2 separate regions of the Mus musculus genome follow, and region 2 is linked to region 1. Evidence: chromatin contacts called from public HiChIP or PLAC-seq data. All regions are on one chromosome and are shown on one strand. Each heading gives the region's core, a stretch centred on a gene start, on an enhancer-like site or on the middle of the called end of the contact. The rest is flanking DNA. Distances are from core to core; before and after follow the strand shown. Region 1 overlaps Snapc3 (small nuclear RNA activating complex, polypeptide 3). Region 2 holds the start of Ccdc171 (coiled-coil domain containing 171).

Region 1 (7,223 bases), core at 1,568-4,067:
TAAATGATATTCTAAACTTAGTACATCTATCTTTCTGATTCTGTTAAGAAACAAGGCCTCACTAATACTGAGTGTGTCTTAGATTCATTGTCATCTCATGTGCTTAATGTCTGTCCAATGTTAAATTGTGACTACAAATAAGTTGTTTTAAATTTCTCCTTACTACAGATATTTGAAGGGTTTTTACCTTGGAAGGTGTAGCTAGCTCTCACATCCTCCAAAGATTTCTTTAAAAAGACTACCATAAGAGATGCATTATTAACTGCATTCTATCATTATCAAAATCCACTCAGGGTACAGAATGCATAGGACTTGGAGAAAAGAATCAGAAGTTGTGTTTCCGACAAGGTTTATATATTCAAAATACAGAAAAGCATTTCTACATCTCAGTAACATAAACAACTTAAGTAAAACGCCATTAACAACCCCTTGTAATAAATAATGTAATAGTAATTAACTAAGCTGTAGTAGGAAATATCTGGTACTAATTAAAGGTTCCTGGGTCAACATAAGGATAAGCAAGGAATTCCCCTAGTTTGTTGCCTTCGGAATCATAGTGGAGCATTCTGAAGCAAACATCACAAAAGAAACATGGGTCCTCTGGTGCAAAGGTGTCATTGTTCGTCACCCATCTGTAGTGTAAAAAAAAACGAAAAAGTATATTATAGCATTTTTTTTAATGCTTCAACATTCTATGATTAGTGTTTTCTAATAGTGGTTGTCTTTCATAGGGGTCACATAGCAGTTATAACAAGTTCTCTTGCAGATCAGATATTTACATTATGACTCACAATCAGTAGCCAAATTGCAGTTGTGAGTTAGCAACAACAACAAAAATTTATAGCTGGGAGTCACCACCACCTGAAGAACTCTATCAAAGTTTCACAGCACTAGGGAGCTTGAGAACCACTGTCCTACACCAGTACATAAAGAACATTCTCACTACCTCCTCAGCAGACACAGTAGGGACACCAACAAGAAATGCTGCACACTGACCTGAGATTCCTCCTTAAGATAAGGAAATGACCTGTTAGAAAGCTCCACACACACTAAAGTGCCCGAAAAACTGTCCTTTAAGTTCTCCCTCGCTTCCTTGCTCCAGACCCCAACGGCCTTCCTTAACTTAGTGATGTGATCCAGAGTTGCCTTAAGATCACGGTCCTCTTGCCCCACTTGTTGGGGTTATAAGCACGTGCCCATGTACCCAGATACTTTAAAATGAGGCAAACTTACACATATTTGTTAGTATAGAGTATATATATGTAGAGAGAATATAGTGTATAGAATTCTTTATATAGTGACCATGTCCATGCTCTTCCAGTTATTTTACAACGTAGCGGATGATTCAAGGCTACATCTCACCTTATTGTGCCAATGAAACAGACATCCCTGCACAGGGGCCATGATACTGTGTATCATTCTTAATTTAGCCAAGACTGGTCAGTTTGGAAATGCAGGCATTTTAATTGAGTTTGAGGATAAAATCATGGCAGTTTGGGCTATCCTATTCACCTGAGATTGTTTCATACATTCGGATGTCACTGGTCACATGAAATCACAATCTTTAGTAAGTTTCTCTTATTTTAGTCTTTTCTGAAAATCTGAACCAATTTCTGGATTTTCATTTTGGTATCATTTCTATTTTCCTAATCCTTTAGATAAATACTATGATATGGAACTCAAAGCCAACTGAAGATACTCAACTATTTCTGAGTAGTTTCCAAACTTCTGGGCTCTGATTAATAATAAGAATCAGCAGGGGAAGGCAGAAATTCAAGGTTTGAGGAGGACAGTCAGCTCAGGCTACATGAGACCTGACCTTTTTAAAGGGGCTGAGTCTTTAGTCAAGACTGACTAAAGAGCCTGCACATGCCTTCTGCACATGCCCCCTGCACATGTGAGCCTTCTACCATGTCCTATGCTCCAGCTTTTCACTTTGTATCCTGTTGTCCATTACATTCAAACTCCTCCTGCCTCCCAGATCTGTGTCACAGTGACTGATCAAAACAGAAAACCTAATTTCTAATTGGCTTTATATATATGCTGGTTATTTCTGTATTGAAAACTGAGATAAAAGTGATTTTGTAATGACAGGCAAGAAGCACGGCTCCTTACAGCCGCCAAGTCTGTTCTGCACTTCCTGTGTGTTTCCCTGTATAACCTAGTGTGCATGTGCTCACCAGCAGGCAGCTGGCTCTGGGTTCAAGTCTGTACAAAACAATATGCTAACTTTAAGCAAACTGCACTGACTGCAACACTGACTCTAGGAGATAAAACCATGACGGCTAAATCTACAGACCTCCAGAGTACTAAATTACTGTGAAAACCAGGGTGTTTAGAAGGAAAAAAGCGTCACTCACCTAGCTGTATACATCTTACAGACAAAACATTTTCTGGTCCACAGCCAGTGCTTCTTGGTAAGAAGGGGATACAGTGTTCTATCCAAGCAGTCGTCATGGTGCACAAGCCTTTGATGAGGAAAACACATGAAGATGCTGAAATGCACCTCGACCTGCTCTCCAGCAACATTACTGCAACATGGCTGACCTGTCATTTACGCAGGCAGTATCTTACAGAATACCCACTGCTGGGGCTGTAGCTTAGTCGCAGAGGCCTTGTCTAGCTTGCTGACTAACAGGCAATCACCTGCATCACTGAACACTTTGCCCAGAGAGCTTTTCAGAATGAATACAGAGCTGATTTCTCAATTCCCTTTGTTACCATGCTGTGACATTCTAAGAATTCCTGCATATAGTGTTTTGTTTTTGAATGTATTCCACCATCAGAGTTTAACACAGCAGTGCTGTTTGTGGAATGCTCTCTGGGCTCTCTGTGTCTGGTCTGGGGTAGGTGCACAAGATTCTCTACATGCCTGTGTGTGTGCGCCATTTCCTCAGCCCTTCAATTCTAAACTACTCAATTGTTTGAAAATTGGTTATTCAACTTCCCACTATAGAAGGACTAAGCTTTCGATTAAATTGAGAAACTTAAAAATTATAGGATTTCAATCCTCTCTCTTATGTAGTTCTGCCTGACTTGGAACATGATACATAGACCAGGCTGGCCTACAATTCACAGAAATCAGCCTGCCTCTGCTTCCCAAGTGTTGGGATTATAGGCCCACACTAGCATGTCTAGTGTAAGTTTTCCTTAAAAATTTGTCTCCCATTTCCAGCTGCATAGAAAGTATACATTTGTGAACCACGCTGGTAAATTACACTTTTGCACTGTTAGAGAGACAGAAAAGTAGATGCTGACAAGTGTGATTACTTGAGCTCACTGTCAGGACCACATGGGGCCAGGCCAGGCGAGGCTTCCGCATAGTCCCCTGGCCTCTCCACTCCAGCCAGCGCATGCAGCTATCCTCCTCCTCCCCCCAACTCACTTTTATTAAAAAGACATCTTCAAGGTAAAATATTCTGAATGATGTCACGTACCTTATGTCTGTGATGACAACAACATGCTCACAGTCTCCCTGGTGACAGTATAAGTAAGGAAAGCCAAGTTTAATATGCAAGTCATTAAATGTGAAATCTTCCATTCTAGCAGTCTGAAATTTTCCATATCCTCGATCATGGGACTCTGACCACTCTATAATAGTTCTGTTTGGGGGAAGGGCAAGTATAGAGCATTGTTATTAGAACTTGAACAGAAAGAAAAGGTTGTGTGCAGTCACATACAATCTGGCCTACTAATTAAATGCATGGTTGCCATCTAGAAGGGTTATCATAGTGGTTAATAAACATTTGGAGCAGAAGCAGTGAAATTGAAACCAGTAGTCATCAAACCTGATGACACTGGAAGACGCCCCCCCCCCCCCACACACACACACCAGCTTTCTCTGCTCACATGCCACAGCACACACAGATACTCAAATTCCCAGAGAAAAAGATGTTCCTCCCCCAGGGAGGGGGTGTGTAGGGGGATTAGACACCACACTTTTCACCTGTGTAGCAGCTCTTTTTTATTCTTGGGATACTGTGTGTCTGTGTTTAAAACAGGGTCTCATTACACACAGCGCTGGCTGCCATGGGACTCACTCTGTAGGCCAGGCTGGACTTCGATTCGAGATCCTCCTGCCTCTGCCTCCTTCCCAACTGCTGGATTAAAGGCATTAAACCACCATGCCTGGTTCCTTTAAAGTCTTGTCACTATGTAAGCAAAGATCTGTCTGCCCCATTGATCTATTATCTCTCAGTAAGCACCAGGTTTTGGAAGGCTGTAGGATGTGTGCCACTTTAGTGTGAACACAAAGTGTAGAACAGTGCCACATTTTTTTTGACAACAGGTCAACAGGTTTGTTTTGTTTTTAAGCAAAAACTTTAACATGTACCGAGATTAGAGTGTTATTTCTTAGCTTCAGATTCTAATTCTGGTACTGGATGGCAGTGGTGCACACCTTTAATTCCAGCACTTGGGAAGCAGAAGATGGTGTATTAGTCAGGGTTCTCTAGAGTCACAGAACTTATGAATAGTCTCTAAATAGTAAAGGAATTTATTGATGACTTACAGTCGGCAGCCCAATTCCCAACAATTGTTCAGTCGCAGCTGTGAATGGAAGTCCAAGGATCTAGCAGTTACTCAGTCTCACGCAGCAAGCAGGCGAAGGAGCAAGAGCTCGAGCTAGACTCCCTTCTTCCAATGTCCTTATATTGTCTCCAGCAAAAGGTGTAGCCCAGATTAAAGGTGTGTTCCACCACACCTTTAATCCCAGATGAAAGGCATAGCCCAGATTAAAGGTGTGTTCCTTAACTCGGAGATTCAATCTTCTGGAATCCATAGCCACTATGGCTCAAGATCTTCAAACCAAGATCCAGATAAGGATCTCCAAGCCTCCAGATAAGGGTCACTGGTGAGCCTTCCAATTCCGGATTGTAGTTCATTCCAAATATTGTCAAGTTGACAACCAGGAATAGCCACTACAATCCACCCCTTGTCAACTTGACACAAATAATATCTCATGTTCACATGAAACAATAACAAGGTTGTAAATACGCCTAACATGATATAACTATCCCTCGTACAATCGCAAACGCATTAGTAAATTTACAATGGGCATTCATATTACTTTATAATCCTCGTTTCTGCAACTGGTTACGTGGCCTTAATTGGTATTTATAACTACCTTCCTCTACTACCCATTCTGTATTTCCTTCACCTTCAGCCAGCACCTCAGCAGGTCTTGGCTCTTTTCCTGGAGGATTGACCCATACCTTCATTCCTGATGGGTCTGCGTCCTTTGTCATCCTGCTTGGATTAGGCTGTTGTAGTTTCCCATTGACTTTAATCACAGGACATGGTAGTACTAAGAGACGCCCTAAGGGATCTCCTACACTCCAGACATAATCTTGCTTACCACCATTGTGAAGAGGTAATCCAATTTCCCCATGGTAATCTGGATCTATCACCCCTCCTAACACTGTTATTCCTTTTTTAGCCTGTTGGTTTAAGGGCATTAGAAGCCCAAAATGACCAGGGGGAAGTCTGAGCTTCCAGTTCAATGAAATGTTTGTTGTAGCTCCTGGTAGGAGCACTCCCCTCTCTGGAGCCAAAACTTCTAAGCCAGCAGAACCTAGAGTTATGGGGACAGGAAGCAAAAATTTTCCTAGAGGGTCACTAGGAGTGATAGTAAGTGGAACTATTCCGTTTTCCACCCCTTGATTCCTGGACCCATGAATCCTGGCTATGGGTGAAACTGTACCATATATCGAGCGCTGATTCAAAGCATATACTGCCTTCTGAAGAACTCTGCCCCAGCCTTCCAAGCTGTTACCACCTAATTGGCGCTGTAACTGCGTCTTCAAAAGGCCATTCCATCTTTCTATCAGCCCAGCTGCTTCAGGATGATGGGGAATGTGGTAAGACCAGTGAATTCCATGATCGTGAGCCCACTGTCGTACTTCTCTGGCTGTGAAATGAGTTCCTTGGTCAGAAGCAATACTGTGTGGAATACCATGACGATAGATGAGGCATTCTGTCAGTCCGTGAATGGTGGTTTTAGCAGAGGCATTACGTGCAGGAAAGGCAAATCCATAACCAGAATAAGTATCTACTCCAGTAAGAACAAAACGCTGTCCTTTCCACGAAGGAAGTGGTCCAATGTAGTCAACCTGCCACCAGGTTGCTGGCTGGTCACCTCGAGGAATGGTGCCATATCTGGGGCTCAGTGTTGGTTTCTGCTGTTGGCAGATCTGGCAATCAGCAGCAGCTGTAGCCAGGTCAGCCTTGGTGAGTGGAAGCCCATGTTGCTGAGCCCAAGCATAACCTCCATCTCGACCACCATGGCCACTTTGTTCATGTGCCCATTGAGCAATGACAGGGATGGCTGGGGAGAGAGGCTGACTGTCCACAGAACGGGTCATCTTATCTACTTGATTATTGAACTCCTCCTCGGCTGAAGTCACCTTTTGGTGAGCATTTACATGGGACACAAATATCTTCACATCCTTTGCCCATTTTGAGAGATCTATCCACATACTTCTTCCCCAGATGTCTTTCTCACCAATTTTCCAATTGTGATCTTTCCAAGTCCCTGACCATCCAGCCAATCCATTGGCTACAGCCCATGAGTCAGTGAATAATCGTACATCTGGCCACTTCTTCTTACAAACAAACTGTAATACCATGTGTACTGCCCGAAGTTCTGCCCACTGTGAAGATTTCCCTTCACCTGTGTCTTTCAAGGTTGTCCCAGAAAGGGGTTGTAATGCTGCAGCTGTCCACTTCTGGGTGGTGCCTGCATAACGTGCAGAGCCATCAGTAAACCAGGCTCTAGTCTTCTCCTCTTCGGTCAGTTGATCATAGGGAACACCCCATGAGGCTATAGGTGCATGCTTGGCAGCAGATGGCATTGTAACAGGAGTAGAAACCATAGGCATTTGAGCAACTTCTTCATGTAACTTGCTTGTGCCTTCAGGACCTGCTCTGGCCCGATCACGTATATACCACTTCCATTTGATAATAGACTGCTGCTGTGCGCGTCCCACTTTATGACTTGCAGGGTCTGATAGTACCCAGCTCATGATGGGTAGTTCAGGTCGCATAGTGACTTGGTGTCCTATTGTCAGACGTTCAGTTTCCACTAAGGCCCAATAGCAGGCCAAGAGCTGTTTTTCAAAGGGAGAATAGTTGTCTGCAGATGATGGCAGAGCTTTGCTCCAAAATCCCAAAGGTCTTTTCTGTGATTCACCTACAGGGGCCTGCCAGAGGCTCCAAACAGCATC
Region 2 (7,223 bases), core at 1,808-4,307, 75 kb before region 1:
GCATCCATGGCAGTTCACAACTGCCTGTAACTTCAGCTCTAGAGGACCTTACACTCTCACATACACAATAACACAAACATACCCATAACTTTAATGATAACAAATAATTAATAATAATGATAAAACAGGTTTTCTTTTTAAGAATAACCAAGTAGAGGGCTTACAGGACAGCTCATCAGATAAAGGTGATTGCTATGCAAGCCTACTGATGTGTGTTCTAGCCCTAGAACCCAACTCCACAAAGCTGACATCTGATCTACATATGCACTCAGTAGCAGAGGCTTGCTCACCACCATATATGTACATACACTCACACATAATAAGTAAAATTATATTTTTTTAAAAAAAAGAGGAGGCTGGAGAGATGGTTCAGCCATTAAGAGGTACTGGCTGCTTCCAGAGAAACCTGTTTAATTCCCAGCACCCACATGGCAGCTTACAACCATCTAGCTGTAAATCCAGTTCCAGAGATCAAAAGCCCTCTTCTGGCCTATGAGGGTACTGCACTGCATACACATGGTGTACAGACATACATGTAGGCAAAACACTCATGTACACAGAATAAAAATGAATATGAAAGAAAGGAAGAATAATCATTTAGAAATAAAGTGAAAGAAAAAGAGGAAGAAAAAAAAGAAGAGAGAAGAAGAGAAGAGAAGAGAAGAGAAGAGAAGAGAAGAGAAGAAGCAGTTAGGGATAATACAAGTCCCTGAATAGGGAAATATCCAAGTTCTTTTCCCAGAACCATAAAAAAGACAGACAACTCAAGCAAGGTAAAAAATAAATAAATAAATAATTAAATAATTAAACCACACTTGAAGAAAACTTTCCTTAGCTTTGCGAATTGGCTGTATTGTAGTCCATGAGGTTTATCCGAGGCGCAATTATTGCTAATTGAAAACTTTTCCCAATACCCTGCCATGATGACTTGAAATAAAGTCGGCATTGGCAATTTTTGACAGTCTCTACTGAGACTGAATAAAAAGGAAAAAAAAGGAAAAAAAAAAACTTTCCTTAAAGAACAAATTTTACCCCACATTTTGCAAAAGCAAAGTGGGTGCATCACCCCAGCCTTTTCCGACTCATTGGCCATCTTAGCACGAGTTTTCCTACCCTTCAAGCCCTCTTCTGTCCCTTCGCCGCATGCTCACCTCTCAGTCACACAGCTCAGAGAGAAAGGGGCTGGATGAAGAGTCAGGGCCCAGTATGGAACACTTACTATGTGCCACACACGCAACTAACTACGCATGCTTGATCCCACCATCCATCCCTTAATCTCCAGAGACTATTTGCCCATTTCACAGACGGGAAAACTGGGTTTCCCAGAGATTGAATGATTTGTACCAAGATACTCACTACAAGAATTAAAAGTCATACTCACATCTTGATGACTTCTAATGATTCTGTACCAAGAAAACATGCTTATCTGGAACCGCCTATGCCTCTCTGGGCGCACAGCCTAGCTTCTCCTGCCCACCCCCACCCCACCCCCGCCCCTTTAAACTGATGAACACCAACTCACCAACAAGCATCAGGTTTCATCAACTATTTAAGTCAGCCCCTCGACCCTTTCCGCTCTTGTTTAAAGATGAAAGGAATGCAACCTGTGTCACAGCACTTCCACTACCTTCTCAGTTTGGGTGTCTAACCAAATGCTATTTTTTTTTTTCTTTACTCATCGAGAGGAAAGGGCTTGATTCCCTAACACTAAATCCACTTTTTTTTTTTTTTTTTTTTTGTCTATGCAGCTTTGCATTCATTAGTCGTGACACCTGTGTGGGACTATCAGCAGTTACACGGTTCATTTGGCAAGGGGGCACTTCAGAGCTGAGTGCAGCTCAAATAGCAGAACACTTTTGTGCCCATGATTCTTGTTCAGTCTCAACCACCTTTCATCCCATCTCTGAAAAAAGAAGAGAGGTGAAGGAGATGTGTGATTCTGTCCATAAAACACGCCTAAGACAAAGAAACTCAAACAAACAAAAAGTAAACGGAGCCTGAAAGACTAAGCCCACTCTGCTTATTTGACATAAAGAACCTAAGGTCCAGGCGACAGGTGATTTGCCTGTCACAGCTAATAAATGGCTGAGCCAGGATTTACACACAAGCTCCAAGCTAAAACAGCCGCCTTCACTTTCCCTAGAATCCCGCTGCACTGCCTGCATTCCTCTGCCTTTAACTGGAAAGGATTGCATTTCCGGCTCTATCACAGTTTGGTCGTTACTAAGCACTGATAAATACAAATAACAAAACGGTAGTTTCATTTCTCCAATACTAGGAAAAGTATAAAACATCAACGTGCAAAATCTTAGAAGCTGTTTGATATCGTCTCTAAGTTATGTATTTGATTAATATGAATATCGTAAATGATTAAAAAGTCAAAGGGGGGGGGGTGTGTGCTTGTACGCAAAATTCAGCTTTAAACTCACAGCTGACTTTTCTAAGTCCCAAGGTGGGTGGTAGGCAGAAGTTGCATAACTCATTGTTTTGCTTATCAAACGTTTGTAGGGTGCCTAAAGTGTGGTAGGCATTTAAATAAAATGAAGGTAAAACACGAAAAAAAAAAAAGTGATCCTTGGGTACTGATCCCAAAGAGCTCCGAGGACTCTAGTCCCCACCGGTCCTCGGAGTACAGCGAAGATGCTCGGCTTCCTCAAGGTGGGCGGAGAGCCCTGGCCATTGAGCTGGAGGCTGGAGGCTGGAGGCTGAGCTGGAGGCGTGTCAGCACCAGCTAGCAGCCCTCAGCCGGGTCCTCTCTGCAAGCCCAGTCTCCTCTCAGCACCTCCCGGTCCCGGGCGCCAGTCACCATTGCACCCACAGCCCGCAGTTACCTCGGACTCGCGTGGTCCAGCCTGCACACCCACGACCCCCAGGCAGCTTCAGGTCTCGGGGTGAGTGGGAGGTCAGGCAACTCTCAGGAGAAAGAGTGACAACTGGGGAAAGCCGATGGACTCTAGGGCCAGGATGGAGAAAGTCTACGAGGTGAAGTTTACAACGGCCACTTCCGGGGGCCCGGAACACGCGACGAGGCTCTGGGCAGCCGCGACTTTCTCCGCCTCCCTGGCCCCGCCCCGGCAGGCCCGCCCCTCGCCTCCGCGTCCCCAGCGTCCCGCCCGCCGCCCGAGCCCCAGCTCCAGGATACGCGCGTACTCAGAGAACGCGGGCTCGCGCTGGAAGAGAAGCGCCGGCCCGCAACCGCGCGCGCTCCCGCGGCAGGCGGGGTATATTGCGCATGCGCCAGGGGTGGGGTACGCGTGCGCAAAGCACACGGGTGGCTCGGGGCCGCGTTCCACCCCATGCGCGCTCCAGCGCCGGCATGCTGTGCCTTCTCCTTGTTTCAGAACTCCCGCAACCGAGTGGCGTGCACATTTCCAGCCTCGGAAAAGGGCAGCAGCCTGTTCCTGCTCTGTAAACGTCTTCTTAGCTGGCTCTCGGCCCGAGAAACCCGCTAGGACCGCGGCCGATGCCAGGGTCCCCAGGGAGAGTGCCTGGGCTTCGGCACAGGTGGCAGACTCTCAGCGCCCTCCTCCTGCAGTCTCCTCCTCCCATCGATTTCTTTTGTATTTTGGCTTGGGTGGATAGAATGTAGGTCGGTGCTCTGATGCTGCTGAGCGTCTTTGATTACAAATAATGCAGAACCGGATTCATTGGCAAATAAGGCCTTGGAGCCTCGCCTTGAGCTCCATCTCTGCTAGATTTCAGCCCCTCCCCCTCCTCGCCCACAATTTATAAAGAGCTTTGGTTCGCCCTGTAGCCGCTTCAGAGGATTGGAAAAGCAAATCCTCTTTTGTTCCTTGGCTTTTGAAAGCCTATTCCCTAAAGAACAATGCGAAATGGCAGGATTTTGATGAAAGGTTTTTATCCCTGCCGCCACTACCTTCTTTCCACAAGTGTTCATACAAAATGAGCCTTTTATGCTAAACTTGTCCGGGGTTGGTTGTAATCAGCCTGAACCAGGTGTTGGGGTTCTCGCCTGCTCTCGCTCTGGAAAGTTAACAGTCCTAAGAGCAAATAGATTAAAACTTTGGTTCTTGCACTGCTGAGAAACTTTAATTGGTTTGAGGTCAGTTGTTTGGTTTTTAAAAGGTTTTCCTTGCTTCTTAAGGCTTTAGCCAGAAGAGATAACTGCTTCGAAAACAAACTGAAGGAAACAAAAGTAGCCCTCTCTACTTAGGAATCAAATGGAGAATTACAATAAATAAGATTACATTCACCACCACCATGGGTTTCTCTGTGTGGCCTGACAGTCCTGGAAGATGAGAGTTTTTTTTTAAATTGTATACGGCTTAGTTTTGTTATTTGAAAGATTTTTGTTTGGAGGGAAGTGATTTTGTTGTTGTTTTGCTTTCTTGGTTTTGTCTGGGTGGGGTTTTTTAATTCCCTATGTAGCCCAATCAGGCCCCAAATTCTGGATCCCCTGCCATAGCCTCCGGAACACTGGGGTTACAAATCATGGGCCACACACACACATCAGCTCATCGTGTTTTAGGAACATCACAGAAGGGAGTGTTACATTGCAAACATAACTGATCTATTACATTGTACACTTTTTAAAGAAAAGCTGCTTGACATGAATCCTTACAAAGTTCATTTACTCTGTCTTTAGCATGCGTAGAGTACAGCACATGTGCCCAGCATGGAGCTAGGTAATAAAAATACCAGCTATAAAGTACAAATGCCACAGGGATCAGAGAAAAGATCTGCTCGTCAACCTTGAGTACAGGGAAGCGATTTGTGGAGCATGTAAAGTCTAGTGTAAGAAAGTAGAGTAATAGATTCACCAAAGTAACAACGAATTGGGACAGGAAAAAAAAAGCATGAGACTTTTGACAAAATAGAAACTTTGGGTGCAGGGGAGAAAAATATGAAAGATCTGCTAGAGAAATATGCTCAGCTCAGATCACAGAGAGCCTTTCAGGTCATATTAGCAACAAGGCTAATGAAAATTATAGTAATTACACAATAAATCCGATCACCTCGGAGTCCTTAGAGGGTTTCTCTTTTTCCCTGGTGGTTACAGGTTCGTTTTCCTTGGTCCCCTGTTTGGGTAAAGGCTATCTATAGTGAGACGCTCTCTAACCCACTTCTGGTTGTCTTTCCTGGTCACCTCAGCCCCCTCCTTTCTCCCAGCCCATCGGAGAGACAAGTAGATCCAACCCCACCACTCCCTCAAAGAAGCTTACAACCTCAATAAAGACATCATCACCAAATCCAAGACCCCTTGGTTTTCTGAGCCGCCTCAGATTTCTCTCCCACATTTATGAGGATCAATAAATACTTTCTCAGGCCCGGCGTGGTGGCACACGCCTTTAATCCCAGCACTCGGGAGGCAGAGGCAGGCGGATTTCTGAGTTCGAGGCCAGCCTGGTCTACAAAGTGAGTTCCAGGACAGCCAGGGCTATGCAGAGAAACCCTGTCTCAAGAAACCAAAAAATAAATAAATAAATAAATAAATAAATACTTTCTCGCCTCTCACCATCTTACTGCCAGTAAAGTGCCCTCAGCCTTCACTTGGTACCTGACAAGCTTATTTGGCCCTGTGGAAGTGAATGCTAAGATCCTGAACTTTGATTGTTTATATCTGAGTTTGAATTTTTAGTTCTTATTTCAACAGTTCTGCTTTACTGCCCCACAGTGTTGTGCTGTGGTAATAGTGGTGGTCCTGAGGTTTGTTTCTGTCCCTGTTTTAGGCAGGGTCTTGCTACACAGCCCGAGCTGGCCTGGTGATCATCGTGCCTTAGCATCCCAGTGCCTGGCTTACAGGCTTGTGCCACAATGCCATTCTTAGCTGGTAGTATTGACATCAAAATATCTAAAACTTAACTTTCTCAGTTTATCATGAATTGCCCAAACTACTCCTCTGCCTGTTCATAAAGCTTAAACTCTCAGGCAAAAACAAAAAAACAAACAGGAAAAAAAAAAGACATACAGAATTATCTTTTTTTCTTTTTCTTCAAGATCTCAGATCCTACATTCAAAAATTCTGTCTTCCTCTCTGCCTTCTGTCTTCTCTCTGTGCCTGCTGCTGAAAGCTGGGTCTGGTGCCTGTTTCTTCCTACCCAAACACTTGTAATCAGTCATTCATTCCCTTGTCCTGTGCACTTAGCAATTAACACTCAGGGCATTTTTAAATTGACAACTATAAGATTTAAGGATGGAAAAATAGGGAAAAAATCAAAAGGAGGCCTAGAGGCACATGCATGGTTCTGCCCTGTCAAGCAGATTTCCCTGTGTGAGCCCCAGGGCTAAGCCCCGTTCACTCCCCGTGACCCCTCTGTAACCTCGGGCACCAGGTGCTTCGTTAGGATGGTGTTTGGTATCAGGTCTTAGAAAGGAAAAGCTTTGGCATAATTGTTGCTCTGGGTGGCTCTGGCTCTTTGTTCCCTCCATATGCTCTAACAGAAATTTCCTTTATGAAGCATAGCTCTTGACTGTGTAGCTGTCTTGATTAATTCTGGCTGTCACCACGTTGCTTACAGGATAACACTCAAACTTCTCCTGTGTCAATCAAAGGCCATTTATCAGCTTCCAGCAATAAATGTTGCCTTTCCAGCAATGCTTCCTCCAGGTCTACAGTAGAGCTTCCTTCTCATTCATACTGGCAATAGAAAACATGCAACTGGGGATAGCCATGAAGAGATGTACGCATAGGCTTAGATGAAGTCTTAACACACACAGTTTAATATGAAGGTTTTAAATATAGGTAACATTATAAACCATATGCAATGTGCCTAGCTATATGCTAAGCAACTCCACATTTACTCCAATTTTCTTTCCTTTTTTATTTTTTCATGTTGTTTTGAGACAGGATCTCTCTATGGAGCCCTGGCTGTCCTGACTCACTATGTAGCCCAGGCTGGCCTCGAACTCACAGAGCTACACCTGCCTCTGCCTGCTGAGTGCTGTGGTTAAGATTAAAGGCCTGTGTCTCCACACATGACTTATTCCACTCTTTGAACAGTGCTGTGGCGTCTTAACTGAGACATGTCCTCTCTAGGGTTTCATACGCACTTGGTCCTCAGGTGATAGCACTGTTTGGGGATGCTTAGAAGGTGAGGCCTTGCTGAAGGAAGTGCCCCACTGTGGGAGGGCTTTGAGTGCTTCAAGCCTGCCCTTCCAATCTGCTTTGCACTTGCAGTTGAGGATGTGAACTCCTTCCACCATGCCTACCACATATTGCCAAGTAATCTCCTTTCATAAGCTTCCCTTAGCCGAGTATTTTT

The links. HiChIP or PLAC-seq counts read pairs in DNA pulled down with a chosen protein or histone mark.
Region 2: an H3K27ac HiChIP or PLAC-seq map of embryonic stem cells shows a contact between it and region 1, with 19 read pairs. The contact joins the promoter of Ccdc171 here to the enhancer-like site in region 1. A contact is called at or near these places in 1 of 15 datasets of contacts at CTCF or cohesin (the NIH/3T3 cell line), 3 of 115 datasets of contacts at active chromatin or transcription factors (the SCID.adh cell line and embryonic stem cells) and 4 of 9 other capture datasets (adipose tissue, embryonic stem cells, liver and 1 more).

Annotation. Positions count from the first base shown.
Region 1 is chr4:83,446,450-83,453,672 of GRCm38.p6, reverse strand. Snapc3 (small nuclear RNA activating complex, polypeptide 3) reads right to left here. Exons shown (of 9, transcript NM_029949.4): 7 at 3,438-3,602; 8 at 2,361-2,468; 9 at 333-632. The coding sequence ends at 485. Among named protein-coding and RNA genes, the nearest start is that of Snapc3, 32 kb to the right of the region's middle. Within about 2 kb of position 2,817, at least 10 of the 459 cell types and tissues checked have an H3K27ac peak or open chromatin away from gene starts, as enhancers often do. A contact at or near this core is called in embryonic stem cells, where this site is marked.
Region 2 is chr4:83,521,379-83,528,601 of GRCm38.p6, reverse strand. It overlaps Ccdc171 (coiled-coil domain containing 171), which reads right to left and starts at 3,057. Exons shown (of 26, transcript NM_001355378.1): 1 at 2,832-3,057. It overlaps Gm25899 (a small nuclear RNA gene), which reads left to right and starts at 834; the gene lies at 834-974.